Regions from separate parts of the Bombyx mori genome. Here region 2 is linked to region 1. The links are chromatin contacts, called in public Hi-C maps. All regions are on one chromosome and are shown on one strand. The core of a region is the stretch at or near the end of the contact, and the rest is flanking DNA. Distances in the headings are between cores, read along the strand shown.

The links. Hi-C and Micro-C count contacts between places; a contact is called where the count stands out from the background.
Region 2: a contact with region 1 is called in a Hi-C map of middle silk gland, with 4 times the contacts expected there. The contact joins the promoter of LOC101737221 here to the enhancer-like site in region 1. A contact is called at or near these places in 6 of 7 Hi-C or Micro-C datasets (middle silk gland, midgut, posterior silk gland and 2 more).

The regions. Positions count from the first base shown.
Region 1 is chr23:16,428,736-16,435,871 of ASM3026992v2, reverse strand. LOC101737221 reads left to right here. Exons shown (of 12, transcript XM_004930689.5): 4 at 1,315-1,751; 5 at 2,380-2,522; 6 at 3,188-3,284; 7 at 3,983-4,284; 8 at 5,072-5,221; 9 at 6,261-6,441; 10 at 6,856-6,984. Among protein-coding and RNA genes, the nearest start is that of LOC105842300, 23 kb to the right of the region's middle. Within about 2 kb of position 4,236, at least 4 of the 8 cell types and tissues checked have open chromatin away from gene starts, as enhancers often do.
Region 2 is chr23:16,472,305-16,479,440 of ASM3026992v2, reverse strand. It overlaps LOC101737221, which reads left to right and starts at 3,779. Exons shown (of 12, transcript XM_004930689.5): 1 at 3,779-5,671. The coding sequence starts at 4,205.

The DNA.
Region 1 (7,136 bases), core at 2,987-5,486:
CTTGTTGTGCCGATGACTAGGTTACATAAGATACGAAATTCATTCGGGTGTTTGTCTGTGCGTCTGTACAAGAAAATCCCACAAGATGTTCAGAACCTACATATACATAGTTTTAGGAAACTATTAAAGAACGTCTGTGCAATAAAGCTTACTATAAAGTCAATGATTATCTAGAAGATTAGATTGCACAAAGTGGGAATGAGTTACTCGCTCCGGGCATTTCGATATTACAATAATTGGTACGTTATAATACTCCTTGTAAAAATGAATATTTAAAAAAAAATCTAATAATATTTAAGAAAAAAAGACATGCCCGCTGAGTTTCTTGCCAGTTCTTCTCAGGGCGGAGGCTAGGTTTTGTGAATTGGCGGTAGTTCTTTTTGACGTTCAACAAGTATGTACTTTCATTTATGTTGAATAAAAAAAAAATTGATTTGATTTGATTTGAATTGAAGTGGTGGAATTATTAAATCGACTTAGTAACTTGCTTAGTAGTTAGTCATCGTGACCTAAAAGATAAGACGCCCGGTGCACTAGTATCGAGTGATGCAACTGGGTCGGTGTTCGAATCCCGCGGGTAGGTACCGATTTTGTTAAAATAGTTACGTACACAAATTCACGTATGAGTTCCGCTATGAAGGAACGACTTCGTGTACTAAAATTTCAAGTCCAGTCACAATTTAATACCAGTTAGGCCGTAACATTCACTAGTCTAAGATGAAAAAAAATCTCCGCTTTGAGGGTATTTTAAAATGGATGTCCGAAAGAAAGTGCAGTATATTTACTGGTGGATTCAATAGGATTTATGTGCATCCGCACCGTAGATACCGTCCTACCTAACTGCCGCGTGGCAAGCTTGGCACCAGTTTGTAAGAGGCAGCCATTATACAATAGGGCCAAGACTTTGACCTCAAGTTTCAAGATAGGTGGCCCCACTCGGCCGCTTTGTTTGTGTTGTATCTCATTTTCTGCTTCTCTGGCTATCCTGCCGCCCTCGACACTAATAGCCAAGATAAATGAACTGATCAACAAAATCCAAGTCTTGAAATTGGAAATTATATTAAAGGAAAAAAAACTGTGGTATCTAGTAAGAATTTCTCGAGCCGTCCATCACTGACCTACAGACGTCCACAGCTAGACTTAGGTCTGCCCCAAGGTTCGTCACAAAGACTTGAGTCGTTCCAAGCTGGTGGAATGCCACGTCCTCCAACAGGTCGTCAGTAGCATCTTTTGAACCTGCGCGTACCAGCACTTCTTTCACTTCTTTTGAAACGTCTCTCTTGTCCTTTGACCAGACCAACCTATTTATTACAGAATCTGTCAAAATAACCAGGAACCTAACAGAGAAACGCAAGAACTACGTCCGCAGGGTCTCCAGTCGGGTAGCGTATCTCGATAAGAAGCCGATAACCCAGAAATACCGTCACCAAACGTCGGTCTGCTCCTACAAGCCGGACGCACCCGAGAACCAGTACTCGACGTTTAGATCCTGGAAGAGCTTCAGGGCGTCGCAGACGAACCTACCGAAACTAAGAATGGATTCGTTGGATTCGAAATGCAATCTCACCGACTCCTGCGGGAATCTGTTGACTGGAGACCTCGACGGGTTGAGTATCGATGAAAAGGCCGGGTGCTTAGATATTGAGCTGCCTTTCGAGCCAAGGGAGAAGGGACTGTTTAATGTGTGCCTTCTGGTCGGCATGAACTACATGACCGGCCAGGCGTACGTGAAGAGCGTCTTCCCGAAGCAGGTCAGTGGCTAAAGTGGCTTATTTGTCATTTACAGGGTTTTCGCTTTAGGAAATTGTCCAATCGATAGAACTATCTACTGTGTGATGTCGTATAATAAGGACCGGCTCATATTTTTTTATTGTTTTTGTGGGTGGACGTGCTTACCTGGTGTTAAGCGATTACCGAAACCCATAGGCATTTACAAAGTAAATGCCGCCACCCACCTTGAGATATGAGTTCTAGTAAAGTCTCAGTATAGTTACAACGACTACCCTTCACACCGAAACGCATTACTGCTTCGCGGCAGAAACAGGCGGGGTGGTGGTACCTACCCGTGCGGACACACAAGATGTCACCACCAGTATACCTTCCTGTGGTTGTTGGAAACGGCAAGTTGGGAATTTATCGGAGAATGGTTCATAGCATTCTCTTTGAGTATTATACTCTCTTGGATATGTGTTCATCAAAAAGCAATTACTGATGATGTGTTCCATTTGTGAGTCCATATGGGTCCTGATGATTACCGCTACAAGAAGTCGTATTGACAGCTTCCAATATACCCGACTATGACCTCGCGTCTCAAGGTCTGGACGACATTCGGGCCATGCTGTCCGTGGACCCCTGTGACCAGTTACTCATTAATTCCAGGTGCAAGTGCCGCCGCACATCGAGAACCTGATATTCCCCGAAACGTTGAGCACTGATTCGAAGAGCGAGTGGTCGGCCAACGCGACAGACACTCAGTGCTACTCATTGGTGCTCACCGACGAGAGAGGCGAGAGATCTTACGGGTGAGTCTGAACTTCTTAATGTCTCAAAACAGCCTAGCTTATTAAGATTTATTATATAGATTAAAAGCTCCTTATTAGCGCTTTCTTCATTCTATTAGGCGTATATTTATTTATTGTACGTATATATTTTTTTATTTTTTTTATTGCCCTTGTGGGCAGACCAGCATACGGCCCACCTGATGGAGAGTGGTTACCGTCGCCCATGGACTTCAGCAATGCCAGGGGCAGAGGCAAGACGCTGCCTACCTACTAATAATGTATTATTAATAGTGCACCGCAACATACCTGTTATATCTTTATCTTTTCCAGAATTTCTGTTAATTAAACGGTTGTCTGAAAGAGATCGCTTTTAGCGATAAGACCGCCTATTGTATATTTGTGTCTGCTTGTTGACCATTTCTAAGTTGAAGTTTAATTAAAAACATCGAACTTTTTTTTTATTGCTTAGATGGGTAGACGAGCTTACAGCCCACCTGATATTAAGCGGTTACCGGATAGACATCTACAAGGTTAATGTGCCACCCACCTTGAGATATAAGTTCTAAGGTCTCAGTATAGTTACACAACCGCTGATGCTGATACCAAAATAAAATGGACCTTTACAATTACAATGATTAAACCAAATAGCCTTTCCTCCCACGATATAGAATGCTTGTGGTTTGCAGATACTGCCGAAGAGTTCTCCCCGAAGGTGGAACCAGCTGCCTCCCCCTGTGCTATTGCCTGATCGGGAAATACAGAGCACCTGGGTTTTATTATAAGGTACGTTTAATAGTCCTATTCAAACAATAGTTTAATGTTAACAAGGACTGAATGAAACAGATAAACTTGATGTTCAGTCGAAATTCGACTATAATTGATTGAAAATTTATGCTTAAACATTATTACGGTTCTATTGTCAAAGACTATTATACTTCTGTAATATAATCACAGATGTCGCCATAACTACACCATAGACAAATAATATTAAAAACAAACAATATTCAATCTATTCTCAATTTGACCGCAGACTTTAAACAATAAATAAAAGCATGACAATAAACATAGTTTTTTTTTGCAAAAATTTTTTTTTGTCTTAAAGTATCGCAGCTTCAGGACCCTGGTAGTGCTTGTAATGTTTTTTTATATTGATTTAATGTTCTTTTTTATGCATAATTTAAAAAAATATAGTATTTTACTCTCCTTCTCTATATTCTCTAAAAGTGTGGGAAATTTCAGTCTCCTCCGTCCGCACTATTTTCGTAAAAATGGGTACAAAGTTTTTGCTTCATGTATTAATATTGTAAGAGTAACGCCATCTATCGTCGAATAGCCGAACGAATATTGAAGGATCTAGTAACTTAACGCGTCCAGTCAAGTGCTCACCGAAGACCAAACTTCGAGATATCATGTCGATATGTCCCGCCCTTTATTAGCCTAAGATCTGACGTATGACAATACTAACCTTCGGTTATCGACAGGTCCTCAAAGAAATCGAATCTCACCACGGCAGCTGCGAGACGAACATCAACTTCGTGCTGCAGAAGCTGTTCGAGATGGACTTCCCGGAGCCCGGCCAGGGCGTCCCGGTGCCGCACAGGCCCAGGACCGTGCCGGACTACAGACAGTGCAAAAGTGAACTCACATGTGAAAGTGCTAACGGTGCAAGTGTAAACAGTGCAAGTGACAGTGCAAAGTGCAACGACTATGATGTGCCGGAGTACTCTGACCTGCAGAACAACAACGGACCGAAGGAAGTCCTGCTGGACCTCTGCAGTCCGGGGTGAGTCTTATCATAGCAAGTCTTCGCGTACTGCTGTAGAGTGATACTAGCTTCAGTGTGCTTAGTGCGAGTTACTTAACGTTAAATTAGTATGGAATAGGAACGTTTTCCTGCGTTTGCCGCTAGGGGCGCTGTTCGAACTGTATACGAATTTGAGTTAACTTTTACGCGATCGAAAACGTTAAAAAACTCGAATTAAGCACACAGGTGCTGATGTTAGTTCTTTTTTTTTTATTGCTTAGATGTGTGGACGAGCTCACAGCGCACCTAGTGTTAAGTGGTTACTGGAGCCCATAGACATCTACAACGTAAATGCGCCACACACCTTGATATATAAGTTCTAAGGTCTCAAGTACAATTACAACGGCTGCCCCACCCTACAAACCGAAACGCATTACTGTTTCACGGCGGAAATAGGCAGGGTGGTGGTACCTGCCTGCGCGGACTCACAAGAGGTTCTACCACCAGTAATTACGTAAATTATACTTTTGCGGGTTTGATTTTTATTACACGTTATGTTATTCCTTCACCGTGGAAGTCAGTCGTGAACATTTATTGATTACGTATTTCATTAGAAAAATTGGTACCCGCCTGCGGGATTCGAACACCGGTGCATCGCTCAACACGAATGCACCGGACGTCTTATCCTTTAGGCCACGACGACTTCAAATATCGAGCTGCTCCACTCGGACTGGACGAGACCTGGTGCTTGCTCCTGCTCGCTGCCCCAGAAGCAGTAGAAAAGACATGAGCTCATTTATAAATCACAATAATTATTCCACTACAGCTCTAAGGTTATCAAGCGGCCGATAGTACCTCGGGTGGACGAGGATTGCCTCTCTAAGATGCTGGACCTGCTCGGCTCCGGGCTGGCGATCAAGGTGTTCGGCTCCCTGCTCCTGGAACGAAAGGTCATCATAGTCGGGGATAAACTAAGGTAATGACCGTCTCTACGCGTCTCTGAGGGCAGTATGACTTTACACAGACTTCTTTAATATGAATCAAAAGACCGACCAAACTTCAACATTGGGCAGCGTCTTGGCTTTGCCCCTGTCATTGCTGACGTCCACGGGCGACGGTAACCACTTACCATCAGATGAGCCGTATACTTGCCTGCTGAAAAATAATCGTAATGTAATTTGAGGCCAGATTAAACGATGAACTTAGAACTGCTCAATTTTATTGAGTCTTTTTGCTTCAATTAGAGCCGGGGCTCCCAAACTTATTTTGTCTACTGCTGCCCACTTTGAGAATTATTATTTTTTAGCGCGCCCATTTTTTTAACTACTTAAAAGCCACTATAGCGAGAGCTCAGTCGGTGTCTAAGAATCCTCCTAGATGAAATTACAAATCGCCTCCCAAGCCTCTACACAACACCCCGTTTTTTCTGGGTCTCTTACCGCCCCCCTTTAGGTCTGCAGCGCCCACAAGGGGGCGTTATCGCCCACTTTGAGAAAGGCTACATTAGAGATTCTTTATGACCGTGTCACTTTGAGAAGGCGGCACGACATGAGAACCCTCTTGTCGTGGCCGCTGGGAATTACATACCCGATCCTGTGGACCGAATGGTAAACAGTCGACGTCGCCCTAAACACGTCATTACGGATCCTCCCGATCCATTAACGATGCTTTTAGGTACCTCAAGCACCTGTCACCGTCCTCGCCGAACCCGTCGCTGGCGACAAAGGGCTCGAGTGAATTAACCCACAGACAGCCCACTGAGTATTTCGCCGGATCTACTCAGTGGGTCGCCTTTCCGATCCGGTGGTAGATTCTGCGAAGCACTGCTCTTTCTAGGTTTCATGTTAGCAACGTCGTCATGTTTGAGCCCCGTGAGCTCACCTACACGTCAATTAGCTGATATAGCCTCTCAAGGCTATCAGCTTAGGAAGGGACGTGTACAGTCTCGCTTTCAAAGGGCCTGAGATTAGGTCTTTTGTCTGTTGTCTCGAGTAACCAGTACCTTCGTTGCGCAGCGACATCTCGAGCTGCCTGGAGGCCCTGCAGCTGTCTCTGTACCCGATGGTTTGGCAGCAGCCCCTGATATCGACGGTCCCGGGGGAGATCCAGCACGAGGCCATGGACGCCCCGCTGCCGATGCTGGCCGGGATGCTGAAAACCCAGGACTTGGACACCAGCGGCGTTGGTTTCGAAGAGGTACGCTGTTCTTCTTTTTGGGGAAGTCTATGTAGTTGGTGTTAAGTGGTTACCGGAGCCCATAGAAATGTACAACGTAAATGCGCCATCCACCTTGAGATATAAGTTCTAAGGTCTCAGTATAGTTACAATGGCTGCCCCACCCTTCGAACCGAAACGCATTACTGCTTCACGGTAGAAATAGGCGGGGTGGTGGTATCTACCATTAAGAATGAATATACTCTGCTCCAGTGGGGGAAGGTAATGTGGTATCAATATTGAAGCTATGCTCTGTCTCTTTCCTGCAAAAGGAGTGTTCCTTTAAATGTGCGTTTTGACGTCATAGCTCTCTCTGTCTGACGCGCATAACATTAGCTTTGATGTTTGTTAAATTTGAATCGAGCGAATCTCACTCAAGTGCAATGCTGATTCCAGGGTATGCTGATAGACCTGACGCATCCGTCCAAATTGAGGTTCTACCAGGGCGACGAGTCCACGATCCTGCCTACGTCGAGCTACAAGACCCTGAAGACCTCCTTACAGATGGAGTCCACCAAAAACAAGGTATTACTAGTTTTGTATTTTGAGAATTCTCCCAAAGAAAAAAAAGAAAATATGATCTTATTTTAAAATATTATCTTTATCGGCTGTTTGGCTTATGATTCCGTTGCCCGTTCCAAATAGACAAAACAGACGAAACATGATATTTTTGTCTC
Region 2 (7,136 bases), core at 2,530-5,029, 44 kb before region 1:
ATGGCAAGTTAGAATTTAACAAGGGGTTTGTCTTAGTTGTTTTGACAAAGTACAGTAGATGTCGCTTATCAGTGTTTTTTTTTTGGTCGTTACGTTGCACTTTTGAGATTATAATATTTTAAAGGCGGAAATTGTCTTCCACTTAGATATTTTTCTTTCACTTACATACACGTAGGGATAGTAGATATAATATTCGTATTAGATGTCCCGGGGTTTTCGCGTACTTTGAACATCCCTTTGGTGGACCGTATTTGTGCACCTTTGTTTGAATTTTGGTGGTGTATTCTCTGTTCCATATGATTTTCGGGATAGTCTTAACACCGTTCATAAACTCTTGCACATTCCTCACTTTTATAAAGCACACAATCGTTCATAAATGTATTTAATTACGAGCACAACACTGACAACAACACAGTCTGACTACCCACTCGTAATACTTATTACTTATACTAATACTTAGTTCGGAATAAAGTTTATAATTTAAATTAATTATGGCTCTTAATTATTTTGGTTATTTTTCCGATTGTCATGTTGTTGTTTTTTTTTTTTATTGCTTATATGTGTGGACGAGCCACAGCCCACCTGGTGTTAAGTGGTTACTGGAGCCCATAGACATCTACAACGTAAATGCGCCACACACCTTGTGATATAGTTCTAAGGTCTCAGTATAGTCACAACGGCTGCCCCACCCTTCAAACCGAAACGCATTACTGCTTCACGGCAGAAATAGGCGGGGCGGTGGTACCTACCCGTGCGGACTCACAAGAGGTCCTACCACCAGTAATTACGCAAATTATAATTTTGCGGGTTTGATTTTTACTGCACGATGTTATTCCTTCACCGTGGAAGTCAATCGCGAACATTTGTTGAGTACGTATTTCATTAGAAAAATTGGTACCCGTCAGCGAGATTCGAACACCGGTGCATCGCTCGATACGAATGCACCGGACGTCTTATCCTTTAGGCTACGACGACTTCAAAATCAGTGCGACGACTTAGCAACAGTAGTATGTCGAAACATGAAGGAAAAAACCTTTTTTTTAAGATATTTGCTGCAAGCATTACATAGGAATCCTATGCTGGGCTGATGTCCACGGACGATGTTAACCACTCACCACTCATCACGACTTAGAAACGCCGTACCCTCGTCTATTAAGGAAACAATAAAAATGTATTCTCATTGTTTATTAGAAAATTTATTCTCTTACCAAAATCGAGTTCATCTTGCACTGACTCCGACGAGATAGTGACGACTAATGCATCACGTCTAATTGTATATTGATACGACACGTAATAAAATGCTATTAAATTAAATGGTTTTTTAATCTACGAACTAATTGTTTTCGATATTAAAATGTGAACTGTGGCTGTTTGTCTCTGTTTCCGTGGCAATGATTTAAAATGAGTGTGTGAACTGTGATGTGTAATAATTTAACAGTGGGTGTATGATCCCATAGATACAGCCCACTGAGTTTCTCGTCGAATCTTCTCAGTGGGTCGCGACTCCGACTCTCCGACTCTGTGGTAGATTCAGCGAAGCACTGCTCTTGCTAGGGCTAGTATTAGCAAATTCTCTCAGGTTGAGCCCGTGAGCTCACTTATTCGCCCGGGCATAGTTAGAATAGCCCAATAAGCTATTAGCGAATAGGTACATACGGAAAAAAATAACAATCTAACTGATTGACTGATTTTGACTGACTCAGTGGTGCATTGGTTAGCGACCCTGACTAACGCGCTGAGGGTCGTAAGTTCAATTCCCACACTGGGCACGCATTCATGTGATGAACAGGTTTGTTTGCTCTTTGTCTGAGTGTTTGTTATCTATTTAGGTATATATTTAAACGTATATAAAATCCTGAGAACTTGGAAAAATTAATAGTTGTAGGTCACGTGGAAGGAAAGAGAAGTCGAGGAAGATTGCCAACCAGGTGGACGGACATTATCAAGGAGGCCACAAACACCAGCGTCCCGGGCGCCATTAAGCAGGCCGAATGCAGGCAACATTGGAAGAAGCTGGTGCAAAAACTGGACCAAGGTGGTCACGACCCTCAGCAATGAGGAAACGACAAAGAAGAAGAAGAAGATTTAAGTGTGTATGTCAGTATCTGGTACCCATAACACAGGAAATCCTAATATGGAGCCGTATGACCCAATTAAAAAAAAAAGAAGTTGTGACGTGTTTTTTGGAGAATCATTGGGTAAAAATATGCATCTATTCATATGCCGAGAAAACAATAAAGTACGTTCTTCAGATTTGAGATTAGTGGGCACAATTAAAAAACACTTTTACGGTGTGCTTATCTAAAAGTGCGTTATAGAAAGATGTCAATTTCAACAAACACTTTTCGCCACTGAAGTATGAAATTTCGCGCGTAAAATTAAAATGTCAAAAAACAACGACCTTTCAAGCAACAAAGCACCTTGGCCGCCCGAGAGCGCGAAAACAATTGATTCGAAGCGCCCAAGATAGAATATTTTTAACAATAAATGTAAGACTAGGTAAATAAAACAAAGTAGTTTTAATTACAAGCCACATAGGCAAGCGTAAAGGGACGCGCAATGCTTTGAAAATGAAATATCAATAAAGAGGCCTTGCATCAAGACGGTCGAACAACTCTTCTTCTGCTCATGCATAGATTTAAGGAGGAAACTGAATCGATCTCCAGTAATAGCCACTTCAGTACCGAAGGTCGATACTTGACTACTCGATCAGAGATGGCATAAAAACAAATTTATATTATTTTGTTACTTCCACTTAATACTATTGTTTTCATGGTATTAAAACATTATTTTTTTTCGAGATAGAGAAACGTGTATGAGAACGATTTATATGGGTTTCATTCATTTTGTTTGCAATAGCATTAAGACTATTTGCTTAAATTAAAGTTAGTGCCAGCTTTAGTTCAGCTACTCGATTACAGAGGACGTTACAAGATCCAAGCGTCTGCTATTTTGCTACAGTTTTGTTGTTATTTTTTTTTTTTCAATAGGTCACTTAATGAGATACGTAGTGAGACTTTAATATAAGTCGAATTCATTCAAACTGTTTTAATCACATTAAATTTCATCATTTTAGAAGTTAAGGTACTTTGTCGTGAACCAGTTTTATTATAAGAAAAAAAAAACTCGCACAGCTGCTTGTGTGCTCTGAGCATTAAATTTTATAAAATATTAGGAAAATTCTGACATTCAAAAGTAATGATATTAATGAATTTCAATAAAATTCAATTGAAATATATCCTACCTAAACTAGATATCGTACTAAGGTACTTACCTTATATAGGTTTCAGATACAAAATCAAATCAATAAAAGCATAGTTTCATGTGTTTACCTCAATCAACTTTGAAACTGTTTCACATTTACATAGATTCATATCTGCCCTAATATTTGCAAAACTCTAACAAAGGTTTCAAATAAATATATTTAATTAACAATGGACAATACCATTTGCAAATATGAGACACAATAGTGTACATGCTTATATAATTTTCACATCTAACTAATAATACTGTAAAAACAGTATTTTATTAGTAGGCAGACCAGCAGACAGCCCACCTAGTGAGTTACTTTTGTCGCACATGGACGTCAACAATGCCAGGGGCATAGCCCAGTCGCTGCTAAGGAAAATATTTTAATAAAGGTCTAAGTTAGATTTTGCCATTACATAGTTAATAAAAACGATAAAGGAAAAGTTAACATGGGTTATGGGTAGCACTATAAATAGTTTTCGATTGATTTATGATTGACGTAACGGAAAAACAGGAAAAAAGTGTATAAAGATATGGTAACACTAACCAGTGCCATGCCCTCGGCTCAGCGAACAACTGTTTATGTAAACTACGACAATATGTAATATAAACTTTACTTTTATCAAACGTCGTCAAAAGTAATAATAAATATCAATTTAGAGTTGCATTATTCGTGTTGAACGCTAAATATTTCGTAATTGAACACGGAATTTATTCATAATTTGTAGCTCGAAGAATTGTGCAGCTGTGTTGTGTTATGTGCTAGTGAAAAAAAAAAACAACATAAAAATAGTAATTCAGTCGAACATCATGTTCATTTTGTGCGTTTTAATAAATTTTGAGTACAGAATCTAACAAAATCACAGTTTGTTTGTAAGCGTGGATCTTAATAAGCGTGTAATTATCGTTGAGAGATTTCGAAAATATTTAAAATGCGCTCAAAAGTGTCGAAATAATGATATCGCAGCCAAAAAACAGAGTACAAGCCATAAAGAGTAAATTCGAGAACTTAGGAAACGAGAACAAACCGCTCTTGATAAAACACACAACCACACAGTTGTGTAAACAGAAAAATAGCGGAGTGAACATTGAAGAAAAACACGATCAAGCTATTGTAAACCATGAGAAGAACGTAGGATTTGACTCATCAATCGGCGACCACGAACCTAGGCCAAATACCAGCTATTTATATAGCAGAGCTGATCTGAAGGCCATTAACAGTGACAATAAAACCTGTTTATCACGTCAAACCAGTGACCCAGGAAAAAAGTTGCACAGGAGTCATGCTTTTAGATGTGATAGAAATCAAATAGCACCTAAAAGGCACGGTAGCTGTAACGGTAGGTCGGAAACAGCAAACTTTACAATGATATCAAATCAGAAGTTGAGTAAAGAAAGACTTAAAATATTAGGTAATTTTTTAGAGGAACAAATGAAGAAGGAGAATTTCACGCCACAAGGTTGCACTGAGGATGTGGCGAACACGAATTCAGTGCCGGATAGCCAAGTGCCACAGTCCATTTTAGACCAATATGCTAAAGTCAACAAAGTGAAGAAAAAAGATGAAAAACAAGATTCCACAACTGATAGTGGAGTGAGCTCTGAGACTGAGAATCTGGATGATGAGAAGGGACGTATAAAGAAACTAATGACACAATTTGAGAAAAAATCTGAAGTAACACCAAATTTAGAATCTATGGATCAATTGTCAGCTTCCAGTGAGACCATGAAGCTGGAGCGCAAGAATCCGCATCTAAAACTAACGGACACATTAAAGAAGGCATTAAAACAACCATTACCAGCTGGTCCTCCACCGAAAAAACCACCAAGAGTCTTTGCTACCATAACTGAAAACGTGGAAACACCTAAGAAAGACCCAAAAAAGATGCTCGAAAAACTGGAACAGGTATATGAGCAACGAAAAGCTGATCAGAGCAAAAATATCAAAACAGCAAGTCCAAAAAAACCCAGAGAAGTACACTATCTGTGCACCGAAATCCTAGACATAGCACAGAGGACTCTACCACCGATTCATCCATCAGATCCTCTGTCCAGATGCTTCAAGTCCTTAAATTGTTCATTCACAAACTCAACATCAAGTCTTCCATACACCCGCTTAAGCACACACAACGAATTTGACCCTTGCAATTGTAATTCTAACAACGAATTATCAACGTTCCTGACTGAGAAATGTTCGAAATGTCAATCAAATGACAACACTGACAGCTTTAAATGTCATCTGAAATGTGAATGCTCAGATAAAAAGTCTGAATTCTTCGTTGATAAGGAGCATGTGTATAACGAACCATACAATGGGGATACAAGAACGGAATGCGAGAGAAGGAGTCATTACGGGACTCTTAATACTTTGAAGACCTCTAGCCGAAGCTTGGAAGAGCTACGACCGATTAAGAAGGAAGAGGTGAGTCCTAAATGCATATAAATTTCAGAAAAAAAATTAGTGTGTTCAATACTGTTTTTTTTTTATATAAAATAAAATTGACTCCAACCCCTTAGGCATTGATTTTGCCAATGTCACAGTATACACAAAAATGACAGGTTCTTAGAGAAAAAAATACAAATAAATTTGATCAGTTTTTCCAACAGTGCAAACAAATATGTTAGACTAACTACTTTAAAGATAAATATTATTAGTAGATAAGAATTTACATAGAATATTTACATGTTTAGAATAAACCAAAGTTAATAGAGAATTAATATCAATAGGAGATGTCTTCAGGAAGGATATCATAAAGATGGGACACAATATTGGGACAGTTAAAGAAATTCAGAACACCTGTGTCTAAACCAAACCACAAGATAAATTACGAAATTTCATAACTGATCAATTGAGTCGACTATTATCAAAGCCGGCAATGTGACTTCTGGACAATTATTGGTAAATCAGAAAAACGAATTATTGACTTTGTATTCCATTGGCAGTCACAAAACTCTTCTGAACGACATCTTAGATAAATAACAGGTTAAGTATTAACCTTTATTTAATGCAGGTTTTGAACCGTATTCTTTGAAGGAGACGATTATATTCAAATCAATCTGTATTGACATATCAATAACATTTTTTTGTCCAAATGCACAGATTGCCACCTTTGATAATAGACGACTCAATTATGATCTTAATTTATTAAGTGGAATTGATAAATAAGTGACACTTTTATCTCTTAGTATTTTTTAAGTATGGTCCTCCTTATGGAAGCAGTCTGGGTCGGTACTGCCAAGGTATTTAGCATGTTGATAAACCACGATGATTACCAGTAAAACTGTCATGGTGCTTACTGAAGCCTGTAGATGCATGATAGTATTTAGGGCCTCTATTTTCTTTGTCAATACCTCTGTGCGTATTGAGTATATACAACAGCAGCAAATGCATATTGATGTTGTTAGAGGTTACATTTACATTAGCAAGTGGCATTATGAGAAGATTTCCTGTTTAATTATTAACCGACTTCAAAAAAGGAGGAGATTCTTAATTCGACTGTATTTTTTTATCTCATAGCTTTTGACTGGGATAATCGATTTTTATGATTTTTTTTTATTAGAAAGCTGGCGCTTCCCGCGTAGTCCCATTTTAATTTAGTCCAGTTCTGATAATGGTATCCATGAGAAAACCATATAAGTCTTAAATTTGCATTAAGTACGTGCACGACAAATAGATGAATAACTCAACATCACGCCAACCGATTTCGATTATTATTGTTTTAGTGTATATTAATTTGTTTTGGCATATCTTTTTTTTTCTATGTGATGTCGGTTTTTGTTAAAGCATGTCTATTTACAATTATTAGACTATTTATTATAAATAATGCTAATATTTTCTGGTCAGTATTGAGGAAAAAACAGTCTGTAAAGAATAAAATAGACCAAAT